Regions from separate parts of the Mus musculus genome. Here regions 2 and 3 are each linked to region 1. The links are chromatin contacts, called in public HiChIP or PLAC-seq and promoter capture Hi-C maps. All regions are on one chromosome and are shown on one strand. The core of a region is the stretch at or near the end of the contact, and the rest is flanking DNA. Distances in the headings are between cores, read along the strand shown.

Region 1 (2,776 bases), core at 257-2,756:
TCAGAACCATCTATGCTACTCTTCCTGACCACAGGCAGCTCACACGAAAGGCTCTGCTGAAGGTACAGGCGGAAAACGGTTGCCCACCTTACAGACTGCACTGATCACATGCTCTAGAACTTTCTCTCCCAACATTCTCTACCTCAGGTCAGCATTCCTTCTTTTAAATGCCTTATTCACTAAGGATCCCCGCCCAGGGTAGGCCGAATCCTTCTCCTCCTCCCTGGGCTCTGCTCGTGGTAATGAGTCCCGAGTGGATCTGAGCTAAGGTGTCACACTGCACAGGCAGGACGGGGCCAAACTGGAAAGCGATTCCCCTTCTTAGGTACAGGTGTTTCTTCACTCCGCCTGCGGGAACCCTGGGGGTATTCAGGTGCTTCCCCATGGAACGTGCCTGGTCGGCAAACGCAGGCCAAGTTCTAGGCGCCCTCATCCGTGGCCAAAGTTTTGCCAGCCGAACAGGGGGCCGCATGGGGGAAGAGGTCACGTGAAAGGCTGCCAAGGGCAAGCGTTTCCAGCATCCTCCCTCCTGGCCCTAAATGCACTTGCGATTTGAGGTGGGGGGTGGGGGGTAGGAGGTAGTAATTGCACCCCCCCCCCCAAAAAAAAGCTGCAAAAAGAAAAAGCTCCTAGAGGTTCAGATTCAAAGTGGCTAAGTCTGGAGAGGCCAGCATACGGGAAAGGGGGCCAATCCCCCTGACCCTCCAACACACACACACACACACACACACACACAGGTGATTCGTGCACCCCCAGGGCGCTGGGGTTGGGGGCTGGGGTCGAGCCCTGGCTCCGCCCCGCAGCGCCCGCGGGTCCCTCAACCCGCAGCCCGGTCGCCCGCACTCACAGTGCTTGGGTGAAGGCGCTGAGCCCCTCCGGTACCGCCGTCAACCCCTTCCCGGAGCAGTCCACCCGACGGTCGCCGTCGCAGCTGCAGGGCGCAGCGCAGAGAGGTGGCGCCGCGCCGCTGGGCCCGGCCGAGCCGAGCAGCCCCAGGGCGAAGAAGCAGAGCAGCCGCAGCGGGCCCGGCATTGCTGCGGCCGCCGCCCGCGCCCGCCTCTCCCGCGGCTCCTCTCGCTCGACTCGCCTCCGCTGCCCTCCGCCGCACCGCGCCGCACCAGGGGCAGCCGGCCTGCGGGGCTCGGGGCCCGGGCGCCGTCCCTCGGCGGTCCGCGTGCGCTCGCTTCCTTCAGCAGTCTGCCGCCGGAGCGTTAGGACGCGGCGCTCCGCAGTTTCTCCCTTCCCGCTGCTCCATGGACGCGCACCGGCAGCCCCGCGGCTCAGGCCAGCCGACCCGGCCCAGAGCGGCTGCCCGGGCCGCGCGCTGCCATCGCCGCCGCCTCCTGTCCCGGGCCTCCTCCAGCCGCACAGCTCCTCAAGGTTGCGGAGCGCAGCCTCCAGCCATGCCGGCCAGGCGTCCCAACCCCCGCCCCAGCTCTCACAAACACCCTGGTTGTCCGCGCTCTCCCCGAGGCGGCTCCCGCTCCGCGCGTCCTTTTCCCTTCTAGGGTTGCACGCTCGCCTCGGGAGCCCCTGGCCGCCGGGTTATGCAAATCATTTAGGTACATGCAAAACTAACCCCGCTCCGGGAGCGCTATTGGTCAGGGGAGGTCTCGAGCTCATTACTATGCAGGCAGTGGAGCCATTATTGGTCAAGAGGAATGGGGCGTGTTTCTCTGGAATGAGTGACAAGGTTGTGCTGCTGCTGCTGGGGCTGGTAGTGGAGGTTCAAGTAAAAGCCCTGACTTGGCTGGATCTGCATGTCAGGTTGTGTATTGAAGGTAGACAGATCGGAAGACCAGGAGTCTGCTGTTTCCCTCCCCCACCCAGTTTTTTTCTCCCCTCCGCAGAAATTGGATCTCCTAAATTGGATGACCTGAAAAGTAAAACTCGCCTCCAGCTTTCAGACGTGTCAAATGACTCTTCGCTGTTCTTAAGGGCAAGGGCACTGAGAGCTTTGCAAACAGAGGAAAGAAATGGGGGTGGGGGTGGGGGTCGAAAAGGAGGGAGAAACATTTCTTTCTATCTGATCCAAATTTTTGAGTTCAACCGTGCACTAAATTAAAACAGCGTGACCCCTCCTGTATCTCACATCACCTCTGAGATCTTAGTACCCTTTTTCATTCACACTTGGGAGCTAAATTAGCGGTTAATCATCCATGACACCAATCAGACTTCTTTCTCCCTAAACACAAGGATGTTGAGGAGTCCAGCCAAGGAGGTGCCGGTTAACCAGCACTGGAAGAGAACATTTGAGTGCCAGCTGACTGCCCCTGAGACACCAGAAACAACTTGTGTGTTAACTATCAGCATCCCTTCCTTTTTCCCACATAATGTTTATAGAAAAAAAAAAATCAGCATTCTCAGTGCCTCTTTTCTTGCTTTCTCCTAGGCCTTTGGTTGTTTTTACTCTAGATTGTACACATTTTTAATGAACCCATTACATTAGAGCAAGAAGAGCATTAAAATATCTATACTGTATAAAGTTAACTAGCCACCTCATGCAAATAAAAAAAAAAGAAAATGTAAATAAATTAACGAAAAGCTAGCCGATTTCCTAAATAAAAAAAAAAAAATCTACCATCTCTACATTAAAGAATATGCTAAATAATAATAAAGTCAGGTTGAATCCATATACTCTAAAGTTATGCTAATGGATAAATAAATACAGACAAGTTTTAAGAAAGATGAATTTCCTCACTATAAGGTTGAAAGAGAACTTTAAAAAGAAAGACCAGTGGCGCTCAGACTTTATAGACAAGGCCTCAGAATCTCT
Region 2 (2,700 bases), core at 106-2,605, 2.5 Mb before region 1:
TGTGATAGATAACCTATTTTATATTTTGTTTTACATATGTATAATTCTAACTTATTTCTACCGTGGCACATTTAATGACAACTTATTTAATTACAACTTTTCAATCATCAGTTTTGCTTTTCGTGGCTTAGATTATCTGCACGTAGCTCTCCTAGCTTCACTTGTGTTCTACAAACTTTAAATGGAAAATTCTAGACTAATGTCTTAGGTTGCAGTGTTCTGAATAGCTGGTAAAATCTCACACCCTCCGCCACTCTGCTACACTGTATGTCATACACAGCCTTCTCTTCTCTGCACATAGAACTACAAAACTGGAAAATGATGTGGAGGTGGGAATCTTCAATGTGTGCAGATCACCGTCATCTCTAAGAGATTATCTCTTAAAACTTAAGTTGGCTAAGGAGGTATTCTTCAGCCAGATCCTCAACCATACTGTCACAGTAGTCCTTTCCTCAAAACTACAGCCATAACAAACAATTTGGGAATAACAGTAATAAAGGTAAATAGAAGAAATAAACAAAACTACTGTATTTGAACTGATAATTTAAAAGTAGGCATTTAAAATAGTAATTCTTTAAAAATGTACATACTCTTAGATGTAGCAATTCCACTCCTAGTACAATAGGAACAGATGTCCCAAGTGATTTTCACACTAACACTGAATTATAAAAGGGGTGAGAGGGAGGAAACATTTTTCCAGTAATAGACTAAATTACAATACAGATGAGCCATTGAATATTAAACTCCTTTCTAGGAATGATAACGCTTAATGATAAAAAAAAGTTAGGTCTAGGTTATAGGTCCTATTTAATCCCACAACAGGTCAAAATTAGGCGATTATCCATCGTTTTGCATGAGGCAGGTGGAGCAATGAATTTAATTTAGACGAGGTGGCACAGTAAGTAATGAAAGGACTTAAAAGGAGACCAGATAAATCCTGAACTCAGCTTATCTTTCCATTCCCAGAGTCTACCTCGGTGGGTTAGTTTGCGAGTTAAATGGGGGAAAACCATTTAAACAAGAACAACAACAAGACAAATACATAGCTCCTGCGATATGTGGACACGGAGTACTCAGAGGTTGAATAATTCGCTCAAGGTCACCCAATTCCGGATAACCCCAGGATTAAAACAACATTTCAATTTCGTGCTCTTCTTGGCTTCAGTTCTTGTCTTTTCGGACTTCACTCCAGCACGATGGCGCACACCTGAGAGACAGAGCACAAGTGAGAGGTGTACTCGCAGGGAGGTTTCAGAAAGCTGCTCTTCTGGATGTCTGCGGATTTTCTAAATTCACGCATTCTTTCTTCTGTATTCCCGACAGGAAGTTTCCGGTGATCGTGTGACGTTCAATTATGCGCCGGAAGTGCACTGCGGCGAACGCGAGGAAGTCGGAGAGCTTGCAGTTGCAGCTAGTTCTTACCTGCAGAACGCAAGCGGCCGGAGGGTGTGGGTACTTTTAGCCAGCGGCCGCTGTCATGACGACCCAGGGGGGCCTAGTGGCCAACCGAGGCCGGCGGTTCAAATGGGCCATTGAGCTGAGTGGGCCGGGAGGAGGCAGCAGGTGAGTCTCTCGAGTGAAGCTCGGTATCTGATCCTTACCCTAGAACGGCCCGAGATCCAGCGGACCTGGGCCTCGTCTAAGTCTCCGACACGAGTGGGTAGCACATAGATGTTACCCAAGGAGCTTCTGTGCTGTGGAAGGTATTTTTCCCCAGGATCTTTTAGTTTTCCCAATAGGCAGAGAGAACTGACGAACGCACGAGAGGGTCTAATTTGGGTAGCTACATCTGAGGTTCTTTTTCCTGTGATTGATAGGGCTGGAAACCCGCAGTTTTAGTCTCTTGATTTGGTTTGGTTCTTTAGGGGCCGAAGTGACCGGGGCAGTGGACAGGGAGACTCCCTCTATCCAGTCGGTTACTTGGACAAGCAAGTGCCTGATACCAGCGTGCAAGAGACCGACCGGATCCTGGTGGAGAAGGTACAGAGGTATTAGACGTTACCGTAGCGTGTAGGCCAGCCCTGTTTCGCCTTACTCTCTGGAGTGGAGGTAAAGCAGCCGGTCATTAAGACACATTGCTTAAGATCCATGGTACAGTATCTTACGTATATGTTCCCTGACATAATTTCGGTGTGTTAGGATACTGTGTCACTTTTACCCTGAAAACATCCCAATCCTGCTATCATTTCTCACTGCCTTCAACTGTTACATCACCAGCCGTAGACTAACCATCTACCACCTATCCCTCCATCCCTCTATTTAAAATCATGCTTTCTCAACCTCAGCACTGTTTTCTCTGTTTTCTCTTTGGGGCTAAGTACATTTTTGTTGTTGTTGGGGAGAATTATGCTGGGTACTTACTTTAAGATGTTTAGTACTCCTGATCTCTACACATTAGGTACCACTATGGCTTTGCATAATTGTGTGAACTAAAGATGTTTCCAGCATTACCACGTTTTCTAGGTCTAAAGAGGTGCGCTTTGTGTATACCTGCAAATAAACCCCTGAGATCCTATATTCAAGTCTCCCCTTCTCAAATTCTCAGTATCCTTCTCTGTATGGAGTTCTAATGGGTCTTGTTATGTCCTACCTTGTCCTCTTTGCAGTCTCCAAACACAGCCATCAAAAATGATCCCTTTAAAACATGCCAGACCATCCCTACTCAAAATCAGTCTAAAATTCCATGTTCATTCCGCGTAC
Region 3 (2,700 bases), core at 115-2,614, 2.5 Mb before region 1:
AATAAAAATAGGAGGTTTTCAAATGTGCTGCATACGGCAGAAGTTGACTACTCAATTAAGCCTTACCTCCCACATCCTAGTGGGAATTTATTACTAATGAAACATTAATTAGGACAAAATTTAAACAATACCCTAATGCCAAATAACATTAAAATATTGGTTGTCAACTTGCCATTATTTATTAATCTGAGGTTGAATATCCCACAAGGGAACATCAACAATCTGCAGAAATAAGCAATTCAAGTTGAAACATCCACATTTAAGATGTATGGTTGAAGTTGGTCTATAAAGCCAGCAAAGAAATATTTTCTTTCAACTCATAGTTTCAACTCCAAATACTGATGGCAAAATTTAAAACATATTCGTGGCTTGAAGAATGAAAACGGACTGCTGACAAAGCATTAAGAAATTCAACCCACCTTCCAATCTAAACATAAATCACAAACTCTTAAGAACAAGAAAAGAACAACTAGGCGTAAGGAATCTCGAGTAACCCTGGTCTGACTTAAATGACGACTATGATATCGCAAATCCCTCGATGAATTCAATTGTAAAAAGAACAATAATCACAAACTCGGGCCCCAAAAAAGCACTCTTTGATTAGGGACTTCTGGGCCCATTAATTTTAGAAGCAGGACCATTAGCCTTACAGTCTATGTCATCACTGGGAGCCCTTTGGGCTTTGACAATTCCCACTTGTTCAGCATCTTTCTACACAACACCAAGCTATCAGAAGAGTGACATGGAGAAAGCAACTAGGTTTCAGAAACACTAGACAAAATGCAAAGCGGGTAAAACCCAACAGATAAATGAGACTCCCCTGGGCCCAAGTATGATCTGTCTCACACTGGAGCCAAAATACGGCTACAAATAAATGACCGCATAGGTCTCGGGCGCCTGGGACCACTGTCCGCCATCCTCGTTGCTGAAGTACCTGACTGCCTCTCAAGGTCTCCCAGCACAAACCGTTAGTGGCGCCGGTGCCTTCAGTTTCTGACAGCTACACTGAGGGTCCTGACAGCTGTCCTAGCTGGATACCCTTCCAGCGTCCGCCCCAATCGCTTTCCTGCTGCCCTCGGGATGCTCACTTAAGGAAGCCGACATGCTCTTCTCCGTCTACCAGCACTCGGGCCGCGGAGATCCAGTCCTGAGGCTTCACCCCCGGAACAACCGCACGTCCCTCGATCTTAAAACGATCTCCCAGGCCGACCCCACTACCTCCCGGGCCCTCGGCAGCAGCCCCAGGCACCTCCGAGCTGTGGGCATCTCCTGATAATAACAGAAGCAGGACGGAGAAGAAACCCCACAGAGCACCCGCCATGACAGCAGCTCTGAGGAGTCAGGCCTACGGCCCGGAAGTCCTACCCCGCCGCAAGGCCGCTAAAGCTGCCGCCACCGTCGCCAGCCGATGTCGTCATCATCCCGAGCCGGATCCGGCCCGGAGCTTGTCCACGCCCCGGAGAGAAGTTGTGACCGCTGACTAATCAGGAGAAGGGGCGCAGGATCAACGCTCCGAATGACCCAGGGCTGGGGCTTAAAAGGTGGCGAGGCTTTTAAGTAAAGATGCCAGGGCATGTAAGGCGAAGTAAAGCTGGCAGAGAGTTTTGCTGTGGCGTCCACAGTTGCAGGTCTTATCGTGGGCGTAAAGGACCATGAGACCGAGAGGAATGAGGATCTGAAGTGTTGAGTGCTGTGTCTGTAGCTAACAACATTCAGACATCGACCCTATCACTTTCTCAAGGTTCTTGCTAGCTCTAAATAGTCTCCTTTCTACCACATATCTCCGTAAAAGACCCTGTGCACTCTGCCTCCATAGAAAAGTTAAAAAAAAAAAAAAAAAGAGTGAAGCTCCCGATGGAGAGTGGAAATGCAGACAATTTGGGCTGAAAAGGAAAACAAAAAGTTTTTTAAAATCTATATCAAAAAATGGTGATCCATGTTTAAGTTCGCGGAGAATGTTTATTTTCATTCTGTGTTAATGCTTTGGTTTTTTAACAAACAAGGTTGCAGACTGAGAAAGTGAAGCACTCACTATAAATGGTAAATAAAATACCTAAGACACAGACAGGGCAAATGGCCAGACCACCAGAAAACAGTTACCTTCGTAAAGCCATGCCGCGTCTAGCATCCTTCTTCCAGTTCTTAATTCTTATTTACCAAGAGTGCCGCAACCCTGCTTCGTTTCTCACTGTTTCGTTGGCTAACATATTCTTTTCAGAGTTGATGCTTACCTGCCTTAGATAACTCAGTCATTGAGCAGAGGCCTAAATACTGTAAAAATTCATCCATCTTCTCTTCTACTAATACTCTTCTACTAATTCTCTTCTATTCAGTTTCTCTGGTATAGAGTTTTTCTTGCTACAGAAATTAATACACCTAACTTTATGCATGTTTCTAGTGGTCTCTATCTCCATCCCTTGACTCTGTGCCCAGAAATAGTCTATAAGCAAAAACATAAAATTAAAAATATACATATATGGGGGTAGAGAGATGAGTCGGCTGTTAAGACCACTTGTTACTCTTGCAGAAGACCTGAGTTCAGTCCCCAGCCCCCACACTATAGCTCTTCAAATTCCAGGTGATCTGATACCTCCACAGGCTAGTTCACATACATACATACATGTGAGCAACATCCATATACTTGATATTAAATAAATATAATATGCAACATAATGTATATTTATTTGACACACACTATTA

Evidence for each region. Promoter capture Hi-C pulls out the DNA fragments that hold promoters and counts their contacts. HiChIP or PLAC-seq counts read pairs in DNA pulled down with a chosen protein or histone mark.
Region 2: a contact with region 1 is called in a promoter capture Hi-C map of embryonic stem cells, with 6 times the contacts expected there. The contact joins the promoter of Emc4 here to the promoter of Lgr4 in region 1. A contact is called at or near these places in 4 of 39 promoter capture datasets (embryonic stem cells, hippocampal neurons, pre-B cells and 1 more), 3 of 115 datasets of contacts at active chromatin or transcription factors (astrocytes, embryonic forebrain and stem cell-derived neural progenitor cells) and 1 of 9 other capture datasets (adipose tissue).
Region 3: an H3K4me3 HiChIP or PLAC-seq map of stem cell-derived neural progenitor cells shows a contact between it and region 1, with 8 times the contacts expected there. The contact joins the promoter of Emc7 here to the promoter of Lgr4 in region 1. A contact is called at or near these places in 2 of 39 promoter capture datasets (embryonic stem cells and pre-B cells), 3 of 115 datasets of contacts at active chromatin or transcription factors (astrocytes, pro-B cells and stem cell-derived neural progenitor cells) and 1 of 9 other capture datasets (liver).

The regions. Positions count from the first base shown.
Region 1 is chr2:109,916,377-109,919,152 of GRCm38.p6, reverse strand. Lgr4 (leucine-rich repeat-containing G protein-coupled receptor 4) reads right to left here and starts at 1,506. Exons shown (of 18, transcript NM_172671.2): 1 at 848-1,506. The coding sequence starts at 1,032.
Region 2 is chr2:112,366,682-112,369,381 of GRCm38.p6, reverse strand. It overlaps Emc4 (ER membrane protein complex subunit 4), which reads left to right and starts at 1,355. Exons shown (of 5, transcript NM_026519.3): 1 at 1,355-1,563; 2 at 1,866-1,980. The coding sequence starts at 1,478.
Region 3 is chr2:112,453,689-112,456,388 of GRCm38.p6, reverse strand. Emc7 (ER membrane protein complex subunit 7) reads right to left here and starts at 1,364. Exons shown (of 5, transcript NM_133749.2): 1 at 1,089-1,364. The coding sequence starts at 1,321.